Regions from separate parts of the Mus musculus genome. Here region 2 is linked to region 1. A link is a contact called in public Hi-C data. All regions are on one chromosome and are shown on one strand. The core of a region is the stretch at or near the end of the contact, and the rest is flanking DNA. Distances in the headings are between cores, read along the strand shown. Region 1 overlaps Rimbp2 (RIMS binding protein 2). Region 2 overlaps Rimbp2 (RIMS binding protein 2).

What was found. Hi-C and Micro-C count contacts between places; a contact is called where the count stands out from the background.
Region 2: a Hi-C map of cerebral cortex shows a contact between it and region 1, with 2.2 times the contacts expected there. The contact joins two enhancer-like sites. A contact is called at or near these places in 1 of 15 datasets of contacts at CTCF or cohesin (embryonic stem cells), 19 of 484 Hi-C or Micro-C datasets (8-cell embryo, cerebral cortex, embryonic stem cells and 6 more) and 2 of 115 datasets of contacts at active chromatin or transcription factors (embryonic stem cells and neural progenitor cells).

The regions. Positions count from the first base shown.
Region 1 is chr5:128,845,570-128,848,449 of GRCm38.p6, reverse strand. Rimbp2 (RIMS binding protein 2) reads left to right here. Exons shown (of 21, transcript NM_001378900.1): 2 at 2,779-2,866. Among named protein-coding and RNA genes, the nearest start is that of Gm34057, 29 kb to the right of the region's middle. Within about 2 kb of position 1,524, at least 19 of the 459 cell types and tissues checked have an H3K27ac peak or open chromatin away from gene starts, as enhancers often do. A contact at or near this core is called in cerebral cortex, where this site is marked.
Region 2 is chr5:128,911,122-128,913,912 of GRCm38.p6, reverse strand. The region is part of intron 1 of Rimbp2 (RIMS binding protein 2); the gene reads left to right. Among named protein-coding and RNA genes, the nearest start is that of Rimbp2, 41 kb to the left of the region's middle. Within about 2 kb of position 1,267, at least 11 of the 459 cell types and tissues checked have an H3K27ac peak or open chromatin away from gene starts, as enhancers often do. A contact at or near this core is called in cerebral cortex, where this site is marked.

The sequences.
Region 1 (2,880 bases), core at 275-2,774:
GGAGAGGTATTTGCATTATTATAATTGATTGCATGATTGTAAGGCTATCTTAGTGATCTCTCAAGAGCCCTGTCTATACTTATTGCCATATTGTCACATTGAGGCTCCTGGGTCTACATTTGGAGAGAATACAGTTCACCCCGCAGGAAGTGCCCACGGTCACATCAGGCTCAGGTGCTCACCCCAGCACCCTTTATCCTTTCTCCCTGCAGCTCCTGCCCAGTAGCTGTCTGTAACACCCCCCCCCCCCCACACACACACACACTCATCAGTATTTGGATTCTGTCTCTGTCTGACATCTCTAATAAAGTGCCCCACTTTCAAGTCAAATCCAACCAGTAGACGTGTCTATTCTGGGAACAAATATGCTATGCATGTTTTTATTTGAGTCACTAGACCATATATCAAAAGATGAGTAACCCAAGAGAGAAACCGTGGTCACAGCTGCTGAAGGCACAGCATCTCGGGTGACGTCGGGCACCCTTCTCCCTCAGTGGCTCCTACACTTGGGGCTGTGCTGCAACTGATCGAAGTGAACACACACCATTCACCACCACTCTAGAATGTTCTTGCATGTGGACCAAGCGTCCTACATGTCCCTTGAGGGCATCTGAGATTCAGGCGATTGAGCAGGTCTTGGCTCACACCTTCATCTTAATTGGAATTCCACCCCCCCCCCCCCATAATTCTCTTAACACATCAGAAAAACATCAAATCAGGCTTTTTCCTCCTGGGCATATCAATGATTACTGAAGGTTTGATAAAGCCATTCTGCTTTTGCTTGGAGCTTTCAGGATTGGATTCCCAGAGGTCTCAAGTCTAGTCCTGAGACCTTCTGACCACTTACCTGCAGCTGCACCTCATAGCTGTGTGCCCATCTGCATGGCATACATAGATGGTAATTTCCCATCTGTAGTGTAGACCTTGGGGCTCCCCATACGTGTCTCATGTGGGGGTGCTCCCTTACACACCCTCAGCCTGCTTATCCTGAACCTGCTCCTCTGTTGGCCTTTGAACTTGAAAGATCAAAGACTCTGACTACATGTGTCACTGGAGAGTTTTAACCTTCTGAGGGCTAGGGAAATGGCTCAGTGGGTAAAGGACCTGCTGAGCAAGTATGGAGACCCCGGGTTCGATTCCTAGAACCTGCATTAAAAAAAAAAAGATGCTAGATACGTGTTCTGAAGAGGTAGAGATGGGAGGGGGAGGAGTCTTTAGGCTTGCTGACTAGCCCAGCCCATTTGCAGTCTCCAGTCCAGTGAGAGACCGTACCTCAGAAAACAAACTGATAATTATCGATGTGTGATAGCTCAAGTCATCCTCCTGCTTCTACCTGTATGCACACATATGTGAAAAAACACACGACTGAATTAGCTATCCGAGGCAGCAACGGAATCTGTGTAAGCCAGATTGCCTGATTTTTTTTTTTTTTTTTTTTTTTTTGCAATGCTATTCCAGGTCAGAAGAGACTCAGGGGGAGGAGGGACCCTGTTCCCCGAATCACTCCTCGGCATAGTCGTGACAGAGAGTGAGTCACAATCTCTCCAACTCCAGGCTGGGGGCGTATGTAGCTGAGCTTAATTACCGAGCCCTCAGCTGTGGTCAGCAGCCGGTGGCACCCACCTCCACAGGGGTCTATTCTGACATGCAGCAGAGCCACATGAACATGGGTGACAGGGGTGTCCAGGAATGTCGACCTCTCCTTGAGGAAACCCTGCCTCAGATATCAAACCCCTAGGCCTCCCTACCACTTCTTTCTGTGCATCCTCAGCTTGGCCGTCACTCCGTGCTGCTTGGTAGAGATGGGTTTGTCGTGTTGCGGCTACAAGCCTACACATTCTAGAAGCCTTCTGGTCCCAAGCACACACAGCCCCTATATACAGTAGTCTTGGCTCAGTTTCATTAGGGTGGTGACTTCCCTGAGTTTTCTCTAGTGTCACCCATGATGGCTTTTAGGGTACATCGTGCTGTCCAAGAGTTTAGTAGGATAATGGGGAGGACTTGCTGAGCTGCCTCCAGGCGCTACAATGGACGCACATCAGGATCACATGTGTGTTGTGCTGCCGCAGGGAATGCCAGAGCCCGTACAGCTTAAACAGCAGCATTGGAGACACGGTCACAGTGCCCCTTCTTTTCATGTTTCCCCGGGCTTCTTTGAGGGTAAGCAATGTGCTTCAGCCATGGAGCCTGCTCCGGCTTAACCTGGCTTTCTTCCTCATTCATTCCTAACTGTCACCCATGTTCTTCAACAACACCGCTCAGCCTTTTCTTGGTTGGTCTTTGTTTCATCACCTCTTTCTGTGGCTGACCCTTGCCGTGGAGACTAAGTGGCCCTCTAAGTACCAGTTTGTGATTGGGCTGATTTGGAGACAAGGCCGTAGGAGGAAGAGGAGGGGGCATGCCTTTTTCTTTGCCTGGTGCTGTCTTGGGGAACAGCATTTCCTGCCTTGAATTAGACAGTCGCAGCCATTGGACCCAGTCAAATGGAATTTAATAAGAAAAACAAGTTGGGCTTTTCTACAGCTGCTAGAAGACTAGGTGGCAGAGCCTTACCCCCTCTGTACCCAAAGCAGTTCCATGGTCAGGTGACATCATGGTACAGGTGTCCAGTCCCATTCTGCCACTGGGGTATGTGTGGCTTAGGTAGAAGAAAGACAACGGGGGGTTCCGTCTGGCTGAGGGTGCCAGGTTAGCTCCCAGCCTAGAGCTGGTCTCTAAGCCAGAACTTCATCCCCCAGTCTCTACCTTGTCTCACCACAACCTTTCCTTCGTTTCCAGGATGATGAACTAAAGGCCGCTGTGCAGAGAGAGCATCACCTGAAGCCCCTGGAAAGGCCTTCCCTTGAGGGCCCGGCAGCATGACCAGGTAATAACACCACT
Region 2 (2,791 bases), core at 18-2,517, 66 kb before region 1:
TAACCCTGCATCTGTCTTCCAGCCCTAGATATACCGTTTCGATTATGGCCCTTTCCAAAAGCTGTAGTGTACTCACTACAGTAGATTATTCTCTCAGGGGAAGGATAAGACTGGTGTTTCTATACTTCCTTAAAGGTGCCCTTGGCTTCCATCTCCAGATTCAGAATTCAACTAATCCACTCAAGCCATTAGGAATCTGTTACCTGGACACTGACAGGAGACAGGGCTCTGGAAAGACTAACAGAAAAAGATCAGCCTAGATACTACTGATTTCTAGGTTCTGTCCAAGCGAAGCTGCCAGCTTGGAGACTTCATCTGTTCCTGGGTGGAACAGCATTGTGGGCAGCTCCAGGGCCTGAAGGTTGTGAATGCATTTGCTCTTCCATATTGTTCCCACGAGTGTTAGTTACTTGTGTCAGTGCTGGGACACAAAGGCCCAGAGGTGTGTCTCCTAGGTGATTCTAGACCTTGTCAAGTCTTTTTTTTTTTTTTTTTAGATTTATTTTTTATTATAGATAAGTGCACTGTAGCTGACTTCAGACATACCAGAAGAGGGCATCAGATTCCATTATAGATGGTTGTGAGTCTCCATGTGGTTGTTGGGATTTGAACTCAGGACCTTTGTAAGAGCAGTCAGTGCTCTTACCCGCTGAGCCATCTCACCTGCGCCCCCTTGTCAAGTCTTAACCAGGTGACCATGTCTAAGCTTACTTTGGTATTATTGTCTTATCTACAAAGCCAGGAGGAGACGATCGGCCAAGAGGTGGTAAGGGTGCAATAGCTTCAGATGTGGTGAGTTCAGAGCTCTGTCAGGCATGTGGAAGAACTCAGTGCTCATTGACATCCTCACTACCACCACCTGTCTGTCTGTCTTTCTTCCTGTCTGTCTGTCTGTCTGTCTATCCCATCAGTGAGGTGAGAACACAAGAAACCATCTATGAGCTTGCTTCCCTGTAGAGCAGGGAGTGGTTCTCAAAGTGTGGGTTGCGACCCCCAAATACACTCAGAGAACACAGGTGTTTACATTACAGCCCATTACAGTCACAAAATTACAATTAGGCAGTAGCAACAAAATAATTTTATGGTTGGGGGGGGGGTCACCAGAACATGAACTGCATTACAGAGTCTCGGCATTAGGAAGGTTGCGGAGCCAAATGGGAACAGGCTGAGCTTTCTGGAAGACAGAATAGCAACAGTCACTCTAGGGAGCTTCAGTGAGGAGCCTTCAGGAGGCAGGAGGCTCCCAAGAAGGAGTGAGGGAGACTCCGCCCTGCCCTGGGCTCTAGCTCTTTGCTTCTTATAGAAATAAACAGGTCCCAGGCTCCCTCTGTCTCTGCTTAGCATCCTTGCCATGACATTTACAAAGCAGCTATTTTAAAAAATAAAAGTGCCTGCTGCTGTATAAATTTCTGTTCATGAAAAGGCTTCTTGAGAAATAAGAAGCCTTTGGGCATTTTCCTCTGAGATCAGTTGCCTGAATGGGATGACCAACAATTTTAAGGTACAGCGTGCTGAAATGATAGAAATCATGCTGTTTGGAAGGAAAACCTCCCCCTTTCACTTCCCTTGGAACTCCAGAAAGCTATGATTGTTTAAAAATACCACTTGAGGGGTTGGGGATGTGGTTCGGTAGGTGGATTTTAGATCCGTTGCACCAAATAAACCAGGCATGGTGGCACAGGCCTTTTGCAGAAAACCGTGAGGCTACAGAGTGCCTTTCTAGCCCTGAGCCATCCAGGGGGCGCTTTGTCGGCAGGGTTTGGAGAACAGCATTTATGTTCCCCACTGGGTATCTAATGCTGAGACAGGAGGGCGCTCTTTGGATAAACAAGTTCGTGTTGCTGGGGGGCGCGGGGGGGGGGAATAAGAGACTCTACCTCCCCCTACCGTGGCTTGTAAGACAAGGGGAAACCTCCTCACTGAACCCACAGAGCCGGAGGTGGGGGGGGTGGGGGGGGGAGGTGATGACTTGCTGCGAACTGATTGTTTCAAAGGCCAGGGCGCCTGGCGCAGGGCTGTCTCAAGTAGAAGCAGCACAGATGTGCTGTTAAAAGCAAGTCTATTTAGGGCTGCAGAGCAGAGGAGCGGATGGCACAAAACGCTGAAGATGCTCAAATGTGCCCTGAAGGATTTTTAAGAATGGCGTTGGCAGTTGATTGTTGGGGGAGGGGATAAGCCGGGTCTCCAGAAAGCATGTACCCCAGAGGCGGGCAGAAACTGCCCTCTGAACACCTTGCCAGCTGCCTGCTACACCTTTTGGTTCTGGTGCTGGCAGAAGAGATGGTTGGCTCTTTCTTGCCACAGTAGTCTGGGGATCTTTATTATCAAGCCGTGAAATCAGTGCGTTTGCCCCTCGGTGCTGGCACGCCTCTGTGTTTGGTATCTGAGCTTCCATGGTGTACTGTATGCAATCTCTGTCCTCTCTGATGTCTGCAGTACTTCTTGCCCAATTTAAGTTCCAGCTACACGCTCTTTCCTGAGCCTGTGAATGGAAAGTGGCGGTGGTCTCCCTACCACCTGGCCCCCTGCTGTGGCAGCCATGGGTGGCTACATTTTAAGTGAATGGAACTGAAGGAGATTGTGTTCAGTGAAATAAAACAGACATGAAAGACAAGGACAATATATTCTCTCATACAAGAAATTTGAAAATTTAAGAGCCAAGCATGGTGGAACATGCCTTTAATCCCAGTACTTGGGAAACAGAGGCCTTGTTTACAGCCAAACTGAGAAAGTCAGGCGCAGAGGCTAATAGTGCTGGTAACTGATACTTGCCGGTGCCTCTCCTGCAGTG